2 separate regions of the Zea mays genome follow, and region 1 is linked to region 2. A link is a contact called in public Hi-C data. All regions are on one chromosome and are shown on one strand. The core of a region is the stretch at or near the end of the contact, and the rest is flanking DNA. Distances in the headings are between cores, read along the strand shown. Region 1 holds the start of LOC100383052 (evolutionarily conserved C-terminal region 2). Region 2 holds the start of LOC100502172.

What was found. A called contact is a pair of places that touch in the nucleus more often than the background predicts.
Region 1: a contact with region 2 is called in a Hi-C map of tassel, with 1.8 times the contacts expected there. The contact joins the promoter of LOC100383052 here to the promoter of LOC100502172 in region 2. A contact is called at or near these places in 3 of 25 Hi-C or Micro-C datasets (endosperm, leaf and tassel).

The regions. Positions count from the first base shown.
Region 1 is chr1:282,725,796-282,731,412 of Zm-B73-REFERENCE-NAM-5.0, forward strand. LOC100383052 (evolutionarily conserved C-terminal region 2) reads left to right here and starts at 3,414. Exons shown (of 9, transcript NM_001175728.1): 1 at 3,414-3,610; 2 at 3,835-3,899; 3 at 4,019-4,181; 4 at 4,273-4,340; 5 at 4,579-5,130; 6 at 5,373-5,617. The coding sequence starts at 3,574.
Region 2 is chr1:282,436,108-282,442,161 of Zm-B73-REFERENCE-NAM-5.0, forward strand. It overlaps LOC100502172, which reads right to left and starts at 1,483. Exons shown (of 8, transcript NM_001196650.1): 1 at 1,290-1,483; 2 at 725-1,137; 3 at 401-631. The coding sequence starts at 1,063.

The sequences.
Region 1 (5,617 bases), core at 2,164-4,663, 290 kb after region 2:
CATAGTGTGTCCACGCCCACGCGTGTCCAGAACCGAGTCGAACAGTGGCGTGACCGGAAAAAGGGCACGATCGGGAAAGAATGGGTGTGGGGGGAGGGGGGGCGGAGCCATGACCAGTCGATCAAGAAGGGCGTCGTCGGAAAAATGAGACGATGGAATCGGTACATGTGTAATTAGTGGTACTTATGGATATCTTTTTCTTCTAAATTTAGTAAACTTGAGTTGTTCTCAAATTCAATAGACAGTATTATATGAATCATCTATCTGATCCCTGCCTTCCCAGCCTCCTCTTCCCCTCGTCTCCTGGTGTCGATCATTTCTTTCCAGATCATAACGTTAGCACATACTATATGCTAGTCTATATTTAGTAGACCAAGACTTTGTTAATTTTTTGAAATATGAATTTGAAATTGGTGAAGCTGTTTTAAACCGATCTTATATGGGGCAGTGGTTTTGTCAGCTTATCGCCACCACTACTCCACTAGTCGGTCACCGCGTTGCCTGAAACAGCTTACAGCTGTGACTACACGCTGGTGTGAACCGTTAAGGATACTTCTTTCTGGTGTCAGCTTATTGGTGTTTTCGATGGGGGGCAAAAACGTACGCTCAGGAATGCAAACTCTTCGCTTGGCTCCTGGCTTTACAAGTGGGCTTCGAAACAGCCGCTTAGCTGTGCTCCAGATGCCACACGACGAGAGAGGACAAGCAAGGGCATCGAGAGAGATCTTTCGTCAAGCAACGAAACCGCTTCCAGATAAGAACAAGCTCGGTGCTTTGTGGAGAAAGCTCTGCAATCAACAAGGACCACAGCTACAGCCTACACAGAATGGGCCTGATTGGGTCGTGGGCTGGCGGCTGGCCCAACGCAGCCTAGGGTTTTCTGTCTTCCTGATGATGTAGTATAGTTTAAACAGATATTAATGCGGAAGCCACACGGACACGGTCACACAACCACACGGCAAAAACGATATGCAGTATATATTTTTTTGAATCACATATTACCTCTGTAATAACGTCCATGAATATGGGTCGGTAGAGTTCTCGGCACATAAAAAACATGATTATACTTTTTAGTTTTTTGTAATTCCAAGTAAATAATCTTTATGTATGACCATAATAACCATGTAAACACATGTTACTTTGGAAATTAAGAAGCAATCAAACAAGACAAAACACAAAACGACCTTGCTCAGGAAGCTCACTAGTTTATACTGTCATATAGTTTTGAGATGGACGAAGAAATCATGGCGATTCACCTCAGTAGTGGTGGGTTATTGGTCTCTATGTGGAAAAACATGTTTGACTTTAATTCGCACCGACTTCTACTGCTTTATAGTGTTTATCTCTGCGGATAACTACAACAGTCTGAACAGTCGGTTTTAGTCCGAAACAAACAAATTGTTTTATACAGCTTTACATGCAGAGCTGTTTTGTCAAACGGTTTTACCAAAACAGCTCTAGCTTTACCGAAAGAGTTGTTCATAAAACCGAAGCCAACAAAATCAATTTCACTACTGAAGTGAAAACATGCCAAATGGAACCTTAATACTTAACTTGACTTGAATACAAACACTGTGGAGATAAAAATAACATAATGTGTTTGTATGACCTCGTGTAGTTCTAGAGACATAATTTCAATCAAATGAGAGACACGACACGAGTGATGTACCAACTAACATTACCAACATGCACACAATACGTATGTAGTCCTAAAAAATATGAGAAAAATGTAACATGTACAAAGGGACATGAGGTACATTTAAGGTTTTTTTGGCACATAATAAATGAACCGATAAAACTAATAATATCTGTCTATTTAATGTATCTATACAAGTTATAGTAAAACGCCGGGTCATTTATGTGTGATATTTTTTTGGGGGCATTTATTTGTGATATTTTAGACAATAAACTAAGCCACACAACAAAATTTTTTTTGTTAACATTCGCCCCCACAAAAGAAGCATTACATGAATCTTGTTGGAAAGAAACACTATGCATGTTCCGCAAAGAAGTATTACATGGAGCATGGCAAGAAGAAGCAACCTGCATATCACCTGAACGGCATGTTTGAATAATTGAATTTGCATACTCATCGATTCAAAGACCATACCAAGCCACATTAATATTCACCTAGACACCAACTTTGTAGGAAACCTCAGAGCCATCACACACAACGCTATCACTAACGATGGAAGTTGACCATTCCATTAATTGGCATCGACATATTTCTATTGTTTTACATGGTCACAAGGATCGTAACACTCGATAGGTTCATTGAATTTAGAATGTTAGACATTGTTTCACAAATGACATCGAGTCTGTGTATGTGAAAACGAGGACGTCGTGGTGACCATGGAATTGGTTTTGTTATTGGGCTAAACTCGAGGAAAGACATTGCTTTGACCAATTGATTTACATCGAGAGAAAAAAGAAAGAGAATACAATAATAATTTGCATAAACATCAACCTAAGAATCATAGAAATTTTGTGCTATATTTCTAAATCTTAAACAAAAGTATGCATAATGCTTCGTGGGTGAAGGGCGGGGCGATCGATGCGAGACTGCCGTGGGTCGGACAATGGAGCAATGACCGTGGGATTTAGGCTTAGGATTTTGTTTTATTTTAATTTCCAGGAGAGCCCTAGGGTTAGGGTAGGGAGTACCACATAACTGGACTTAGAAAGCAAGGGGTCCAACAACAGTGGTCAGTTTGGTGGTGGTAACGAGTATAGGGGTCAGACACCGCTGAGCTAGGGGTGGGAAACAACCTGATTTGGATTATGCTAGTCTAGGTGGTGATAGATGTCAGAGGCAATGATGGGCTAGCGCAATCCATTAAACAAGGAGAACATGTGGTCTACTCATCGAAGAAGAAAAACAATAGTGTTGCCGCCAAAGATAGAAAACGTGAATGGCTTTATAGAATGCAAACAGGATATATAAAAGCTGTTGGAGATTAAAAAGATATAGAAAATATTTTTTATGTAAATGACTATAATGATAATTTAGAGACTGAAATTTAGAAAAGCTCTTGAAGGTATCGCTAGGTAGGGTTTTCGTCGTATTTTGATTTTGTTCATCATATTCTATTTCTTGTGTTACTTTTCTCTGGTATTTTTCCTATGTCTACCATAAATCGAACCAAGGAGCATTGTTAATTTAGCGTGCCACCACATGTTCTCCTGGAGACTTGACACTTTTTTCCAACATGTTCACAAGTTCTGTGTACCTGGAGCAGAAGTTGGGAAGATAACGAGCAGCGGGGATGGGCTTGGGTCGGTATTTGAATCACCGCCCTTCGAATCGCTAAAACCCCTCTACCTCTTCGCTGGGGGGCTCCTTTCCCTCCCCTCGCGTGGCGTCTGTGGCGGCTATCCTCGCCTCGTCTCCCCTCCCCCCTCCCTAGGGTTTATCCTCCACCACCACCTACCCACCGCCTCTCCCCACCACAGATAAGAATTATCTTATCGATTTTTTACACCGGCCTTGAATCCGATCCAGGAGCAGTCGTTTGGTGTTGGTAGCTGCGGCAGACGTCTGTCCTAGATCGAATTGACTCGCGAGAAGAAGCCATGTCGACAGTTGCTCCTGCCCCTAGCGCTGCTGACCGTATCCTTGCTTCCTGTTCGTTTTTTTGGCGGGTTTGATCCGTGTTCAGGGCCTTTGAGCAGTGTTATAGGAGTCGGTTTCAAGAAACATTTTTATTTTTTTTGGTCACCCTTATATTGGGGGAAAAAATTCTGTTCGTTTTCACTAGGTAAACTGTATCGATCGAACTGTGAGGTGCTTGCTTGAATTATATGTGTGCTTCTTCCTTGATTCGTGAGTTGCAGAGACCACCAATCTTCTGCAGAAGCTGTCTCTGGAGGGCAAGGATGGCTCCGACACTGCCAAGAAGGTATAACTTTCTAGGCTGTTTTGGGCGACCGTTTCGTTTTGCGGAATTATTCTTAGTGGAAGGAGAAATTCACCGAGGATAAAAAAAAATTAATGGCTACTTGAATCGTATAATTGTAGCCTTCTGGGATGCCATATGGAGGATCTACCCACGCTGGAGATGCACAGAGCGCTGCTTCACAGGTGGACAGGTCGATAACACCTCTACTACAGGAGGCCATGGATCCTAATTTCTTCTACCAGCCCAGTGCATATGCCTCTCCAGCCTATTACTTCCCTAGTGGTACATAAACCTGTGCTCCTTGTCGCCTCAGACCTTGGTAGGTGGCTACGTTCATAATTGCAATGCCTGATTCTTGTATGCTGCTTCTCAGGTTATGATGGCTCAGCCAATGAATGGGACTCAAGGTATGCTGGTCATGAAGGAATGGAGATGCCCCCTGTAAGTTAACATTTGTGTTGACTGTGCAATTATCTCAGCTAGGTGTATTTTTGAGTTTAAGATACATTTGAATTATGCGTTTCCACTTTCTCTAGAAATCTGAGAACAAATACAGTGGCATGTGTACACACTACACATTCAAATTTGTTAACTATGAATTTTGGTGAATCACTTATTTACTCTTGTGGATAACATAAGGGATGGAGCTGATACTTTCTTTTCTGTTGAACTAATGTAGCAGACCGTGTATGGAGACATGTACCTTGGATATGGCTATGCTCCATACGGCCCATATCCTTCGGGTTCTCCAGTACCAACTGTTGGGCATGATGGCCAGTCATATGGTTCTCAGCAATATCAATACCCGTCTCAATATTATCAGCAACCAACACCAACAAACGCAAAACATGGTCTAAATGGTGCCAGTTCTCAACCTGAACCGCCCTCTGTTGCCAGTCAGCAGGCACGAGTTTTGGTAGATGCAACAAAAGCAACTCCAAACGTGAGGGCTAATGGTATGACAATTGCTCACAACAGTTCGCTGCCACGTAAGCAAACCCACCTGAATGTATCGGTAGCAAACAGTGGTTTATATGGAAGAGGACCTATGCAAGGCAGTGGACCTTCTGCAAGCAATTATGGTCACAATGGTGTTCGTTCTCCAGCTCAATGGTACGATGGTCCAGTTTACTCGAATGGGCATCAGATACCAACTGCTAGTTCCACATCTTACCGTTCCAATTCGTCTTCTATGAGAAGTCAGAGCCAGCATCCAACAACAAACCTCATGGTGTGTTCGCCAAACAAATTATTTTCATAATATTGTGTTGCAGAGTTTCTTTTTAAGTAATTACTTGTGTCTGGCATTCAATGACATCTAAAGCTTGCTCTCACATACCATTGGTATTAAATTGTACTTCCTTTCTTAAGACTGCACATACAAATGTGATGTGTTTGCATATTTGGATTATTATGAGAAATATATGCAGTGTACCTGAATAAATCTTAGCTGTTGGTTTCATTTATTTCCAGGGTATACATGCACAGATGCCTTCGTCTGGAATGGGTCTGACCTCACCTAGATATCCTTCTAGGATGTACCCAGACAACAGATTATATGGGCAGTATGGTCAGTATGGGAACACACTGAAGGGTGGCCTTGGTTTTGGATCAAACATGTATAGCTCGAGAAACAATGGGAGGTGGGGAGTTGTGGATACCAAATACAAGCCCAGAGGGCGTGCACCTTTTGGTTTTAGTGGTGAGAACCAAGATGG
Region 2 (6,054 bases), core at 233-2,732:
ACAGATGCATGATGTTATTATAAGTCTACATGCTTTGGTGTTCAGACAAGCATCTAGTGAGCAAAAGAACTTGCTTCGACACTTGGCTCATAGCGAACATTGTAGCAAATAAAGTTAGGCAAGTGTGGCAAAGCCGTATGCTCAGCCACGACAACATGGTTGTAGTATATTTGGTAAAAAGACTCAGTTTATAACAAGCGATTCATCGGGACAAGGAAGCATGGTGGGCCATAATTTTGATAATCAAGTAAACATTTGCCAAAGAAAGCATGGCTCACCTAAATTAAAGGTGGCAAACTAGACTTCCTGATCAATATTACCAAAGCAATTTCCTTCCTCGAGCGGTGAGAACAAGTAAAATAAACTTAATTAATAATTCATCAAGTCCAAATAATGATACCTCACATTTGTCCACCGTCTTATCTGAACTTTCGGCAAGAGCTGACCCCTTCCGATTTAATGGAGTACGTTGAAGTATCTCCTTTGGCGGTTCTGTTCGCGCCTTTTTCTTCGAGGTACCTTTTGAGTTCTCAACGTCTTGACGTTTCTCCCTATTCTTACCAAATAGATCCATTAAGCTATCATAATGGTCAATCGTCTTCATCATCCATTTCTTTGCTTCTGGTTTTCTCTACAAAACAAAGCAGGGGCTTTCGGTGTTTTTTTTTCTATCCAACAGAGAAGTCAACGCCTATTCTTGACTGAATTGATAGCGCACACAAACCTCGATCAACTCCCTCCAAACATTTGGGTCGGCATTGAATCTTCTGCTCTCTGGGCACCACCTAAACCGATTATCTTCACCAAGGAGGTTCCTACATTCATTGAACGATTCCTTGATATGCTTTAGGCGATTTTTTATATTGTTCCGGTCGATCACCACGCCAAACCTCTCACCCACACCGGTGATGATGCTATCATATGCCACCGATGAGAATTTGGACTCACTCCTGTTCCCAATGGCTTGCTGGTGAAGCAGCGAATCAATAAGATATTCGTTCATTCTATCGGACCAGAAAACCGCGTCACGGCCTGAAGCATGGCCGGACTTATTGGGGGACATGGGGATTATGTCGAACCCAAAATTCTTGATGTAATAAACTCCACAGGCACCTTTGAGCTCCGGCTGCGCTGATCCTACACGAGGAAGAAAATCCTAACCAAATCACGGATAAATCGACTGATTAGTAGAGAGTGAGCGGGCACACAATTCCACAACTAACCGGATGGAGATTACGAAACCAACTCATACCCGGAGCAATCCGCCCAGCTAACCTACGATTACTCACCAGTTAAAAGAGGAAATCACCCCATGATCGGATTAACCTCCATTCCACTCCAGACCCAAGGGAGAATCCGGGACTGACTGAGGAGCGGCCAGTGGAGGACCAGCCGGAAACAACGGTTGTGCTCGGCGTCGGTGGAGTTGGGGACGCCGGGCGCGACTCGAAGTGGCGTCAGTTGTCGTTTGGTTCTATAGTAGATGGTGGAAAAGGGACGGCGATGTTACACGGTAAAACGTCTTGTACTCTAAATGTAGGGTTCAAACGCGTCCTCTAGGCGTCCAGCAAGGTACTTTATATGGCACTCTAAATTTTAGAGGACGCCGCACGCATCCTAGATGTGGAGAATTGCAGACGTCCGATATCCGGGCGAGGAGTCGGGCTCGCGCGGGGGTGAAAAATCCGGAGGCGCTGTTGTGCCGTCGCTGGCGACTTCGATCCATCTCGGCGAGGGGGCCTCGCGGCGCTGCTCCTCGGCGCCGCCGGCCAAGCTGGGCTCAAAGAGGCCGTGCTCGAGCGGGTCCGGAGGTGGACCGCTCTCGGTGGCTGGAGGCAAGGAGGTGGCCGCCGACGAGTCAAAGATCCAAGGAGCGGGTGTGACCGTCGGTGTTCGTCGCCGTCGAACCGCCATCGCCAAGAAGCTGAGAAGATCCACGGCGCCGACGAAGGAAGGTGGGGAGAAACACAAGCGCATCTCGACGTCGCCATCATCATCGTCTTCCATTCGGTCGGGTGGTCCAGATCCGAAGACAAAAAGGTAAACATTGAAGATCGATTTTGCTTTCTATGATTCTAGTACTTGAAATGCTACAACTCGTCCAGATCTAGGGTTAGGTTCACCGAACATACATTGGATGGATGTAGGATTCCTTGAGCACTAGGTTTTCTGTTCATAATTTTTGTTGCCATTAAGAAAATTTGATTGTGGTACAAGCTTCGATGTTCTAGTAAACGATGTGTATTTACAAATACATGGCGACTGCTTTAGACAGACTGAATCATGACCACTATTGTATCTCTTGATAATTGATGTTCACATTAAGGAAATTTCTTTGTGCTAGAAGCTTTGTTCATATAGGAATCGAGGTGTATTCACAATTACTTGGCCAATGCTTTTGACACACTGAATCATGACCACTAGGTTTTATCTTGATAATTGATGTTCATAATTCATGTGATGATTTGAACTGCCTATTGGCAATACTAGCTGCTCCGGAGTATATTTACCATCAATGTAGCAACTAGGCCACGGTATACATAAAATTTTCACGTACATATATTAACACAACCATATGTTTTATGTAGACCATGGATTCGAAGAACGCAAAGCTCCGAAGAGTACTCGCTCATTTAATCAGAGTAGTGGAGCAGCGTTGTGCCGACATCGTCGATGTCGTCCACGGTGCCTTCCAACCAGTTAGCGGACCAGTCCTCAATGAAATGAATCGTGCTTTAGTTCAGATCGAGGACCTTGCCAAGGACCTTGATCACCTTGCACTGGAAAAAGACTGGGAGATGGAGCACATGGCCCCTTCTCCAATTGCTGAATCATCAGAAACAGAGGATGAGCTTCTGCTTGATTATGATTCAGAGTTGAATCCTGACGATATCGTCGGCTACGACGACGGACGCGACTACTCCACCGACGACACCTATCCCTACTAGATTAGCATGCACCTAAGGAATATGTGTATGTGTTAGGTTTATGTTAGTGGAACTAGTCTTTTGTATGTGAACACAACAGATGTGTGGCACAAGTTAGTGGTTTAGTTGATGTCATGTTTATGTTGTCGACACCTATCTGGACGCGATGTTGATGACATGTTTATGTTAACGTGCTCTGTTAAATGTTATCAACTTTCCAATATATCTAGTCTCCAGCACTTCTGAGTTTCTTCTGCCTGTCCTGTTTACTTTTCTCATGGTTGTGCTTTCATTTCAAATGCTTGTCTCAAATGTAGTACACTTATTCATTTTAATCTCATGTATTTTTTATGTGAGTACCTTCAATGTACAGCATGGGTACGGATTGGAACCAAGTTATGGCACAGTATGGCAGTTTCCTATCTGAGGATGATGGCACTCAGTTTGACAACACTGCATTTCCTCCTCCACCTGATATACCAGCCCAGGCCTCACCAACAGCACCTCCAGTGAAGAAGCCTCCTCAACACACAAAGCTAGCCAATTTCACGTCTGAAGAGGATATGAGGGTTTGTCAAGCATGGTTGGCTGTGAGTTGTGATCCCATTGTCAACACTGGTCAGAAGCGTCAAGGATTTTGGAATCGGATTACAGAGGCATACAACTCTCGTAGAGGATCAATGCCAGAGAGGTCTACGAAATCTCTCATGAGCAGGTGGGACAGTATCAAAACTCAATGTTCTACCTTTGCTGGATACATGATGGCTGTGCTTCGACAAAACCCAAGTGGCATGACTGATGCAGATAAGGTACGAAAATGTTCGTAAATGTAATTAACCACATACCAGTGTTTCATGAAATGCTTTTTTTTGTTTTGCAGACTTCGCTTGCGGCTACTCGGTTTGCTGCTGATGAAAAGAAGCCCTTCCATTTCTTACATTGTTGGTCCATATTGAAGGATCAACCAAAATGGATGGACCAGCACATGGGCAACCAAAATCCTCCACCCAACCCAATTGGTACCCAATCAAATACTATTGACTTAGATGTTGCTGAAGACTCAGGTCCATCAAGCTTTACTTCGAAGAGGTCGCTTGGTCGTGATTCAGCCAAGGAAAAGGCAAAGAAGCAAAGATCAGAGAACACATCATCCACTGATTCCGAGTACCTAACACGGATGGGTGAGCTATCTTTGGAACGGTTATCTGTCTACAATCAGTAGCTTCAACTGAGGAGAAGAAGTTGGAGTTCATGAAAAAACAGGAGAGGCAGAAACTAATATTGGAGAGGAAGAAGCTAAATTTAGAGAAGATGAAGATGGAACGACAAAAGGTGAAGGAGGACACAGAACAGGAGGTTCTCATATTGAGCATGGATTTGACAAAATGTAACCCCCTACTTCGATAGTACTACGAGGCAAAACAACTGGAGATTCTGGCAAGGGTTACTGGAAGCTCGTCGTCAAGCAAGTGAAAGTTCATTCTAGTGCTTGAGGAAGTACTGTAATTTGTTTTTGAGAACAATTTTATGTTTCTGCACTTGGCAATTTTCTGTTGTGTGATGTTTGAACTCAGTCATGTTGCTTAATAATAGTAGACTTGTTATATCATTAGTCAATTAAAGCATGACACATTGGACAACCACAAATGTGAAGAACTCCATCTGTTTGCAGTACACATAGTAGAAACATAAACTTCATCATACTTAACACATAGTACAAACATAAACTTCATACTTAACACATAGTAGCTTGGGAATAACAGAACCGACGACATGACACATTAGACATGACAATAAGACAAACATACTTAACACATCACAGACATAAACTTCATACTTAAGCAGCTCCGAATCCATGCCGCGCCCAGTGGTGGTGGATTAGATCAACCTGCAACTGATTATATTTCACTGGATCATGTAGTTGGCCGTACCTATTGTTGATGTACTCATTCCGCTCCGAAATGGAACCATGACTAGTGTCCGCCAAAACTCCGATGTTGTTGAAGCTTGTGTTCAAAGACGAAGGACCTTCATCTTCTACGATCATGTTGTGCAATATGATGCATGTTTTCATTATATCTCCAATGTGTTGTGGAGACCAACCATATGCAGGAACACTAACTATGGCCCATCGCTTCTGTAGTACTCCAAATGTCCGTTCAATGTCTTTTCTAGAAGACTCTTGAATAGTGGCGAAATGTTGGGTCCTCACATCATACGGATGACGGATTGTCTTGACAAACGCTGGCCAGTCCGGATAAATACCATCTGCTAGGTAATATCCCATGTTGTACGTGTGTCCATTGACGGAGAAACTCACTGGTGGACTATCACCATTAAGATGCGAATCAAACAGGTTTGAACGCGGAAGAACATTGATGTCGTTACAGCTACCGGGCATGCCGAAGTATGCATGTCAAATCCATAGGTCATATGAGGCAACAACTTCGAGGATCATTGTAGGGTGTTTACCGCGACCGGTAAACATCCCCTTCCATGCAGTTGGGCAATTACGCCACTCCCAATGCATGCAATCCACACTACCAAGCATACCAGGGAAGCCGCGTGATTCTCCAACTTGGAGAAGCCTAGCGATATCAGTAGGAGTAGGTTTCCTAAGATAGTACCCTCCAAAAGCAGTTTGGATGGCGGTGCAAAAGTGTTTCAAAGCCTCATGTGTCGTAGATTCACCAATGCGTACGTATTCGTCAACGGCATCCGCAGGAACACCGTATGCAAGGATACGTACGGCAGCAACAACTTTCTGAAGGGCAGATAGACCTAGCTCACCGGCACAGTTTGGACGTTGAACGAAGTAGGGATCCACTTGTTGCACAGCAAGAACGAGGCGCTCGAACACATGGCGACGCATGCGAAACCTATATTGCAAACTTTTTTCAGTACAATTGTTAATTACGTACTATGGACGTGAATAGATGTGCGTATGAATAAACATACCTCCTCCGAAATTGTGCATCTGTGTACACCGGTTGCACGCAAAAGTAGTCGGCTCGGATTCTTGCATCACCACTGATATGGTCACGATGGATTCGAACACGACCGGGAATGGAACCAGCATACCGACGCTCGTTAAGTGCACGACGCCTACGATGTTGGTACGTCGCAA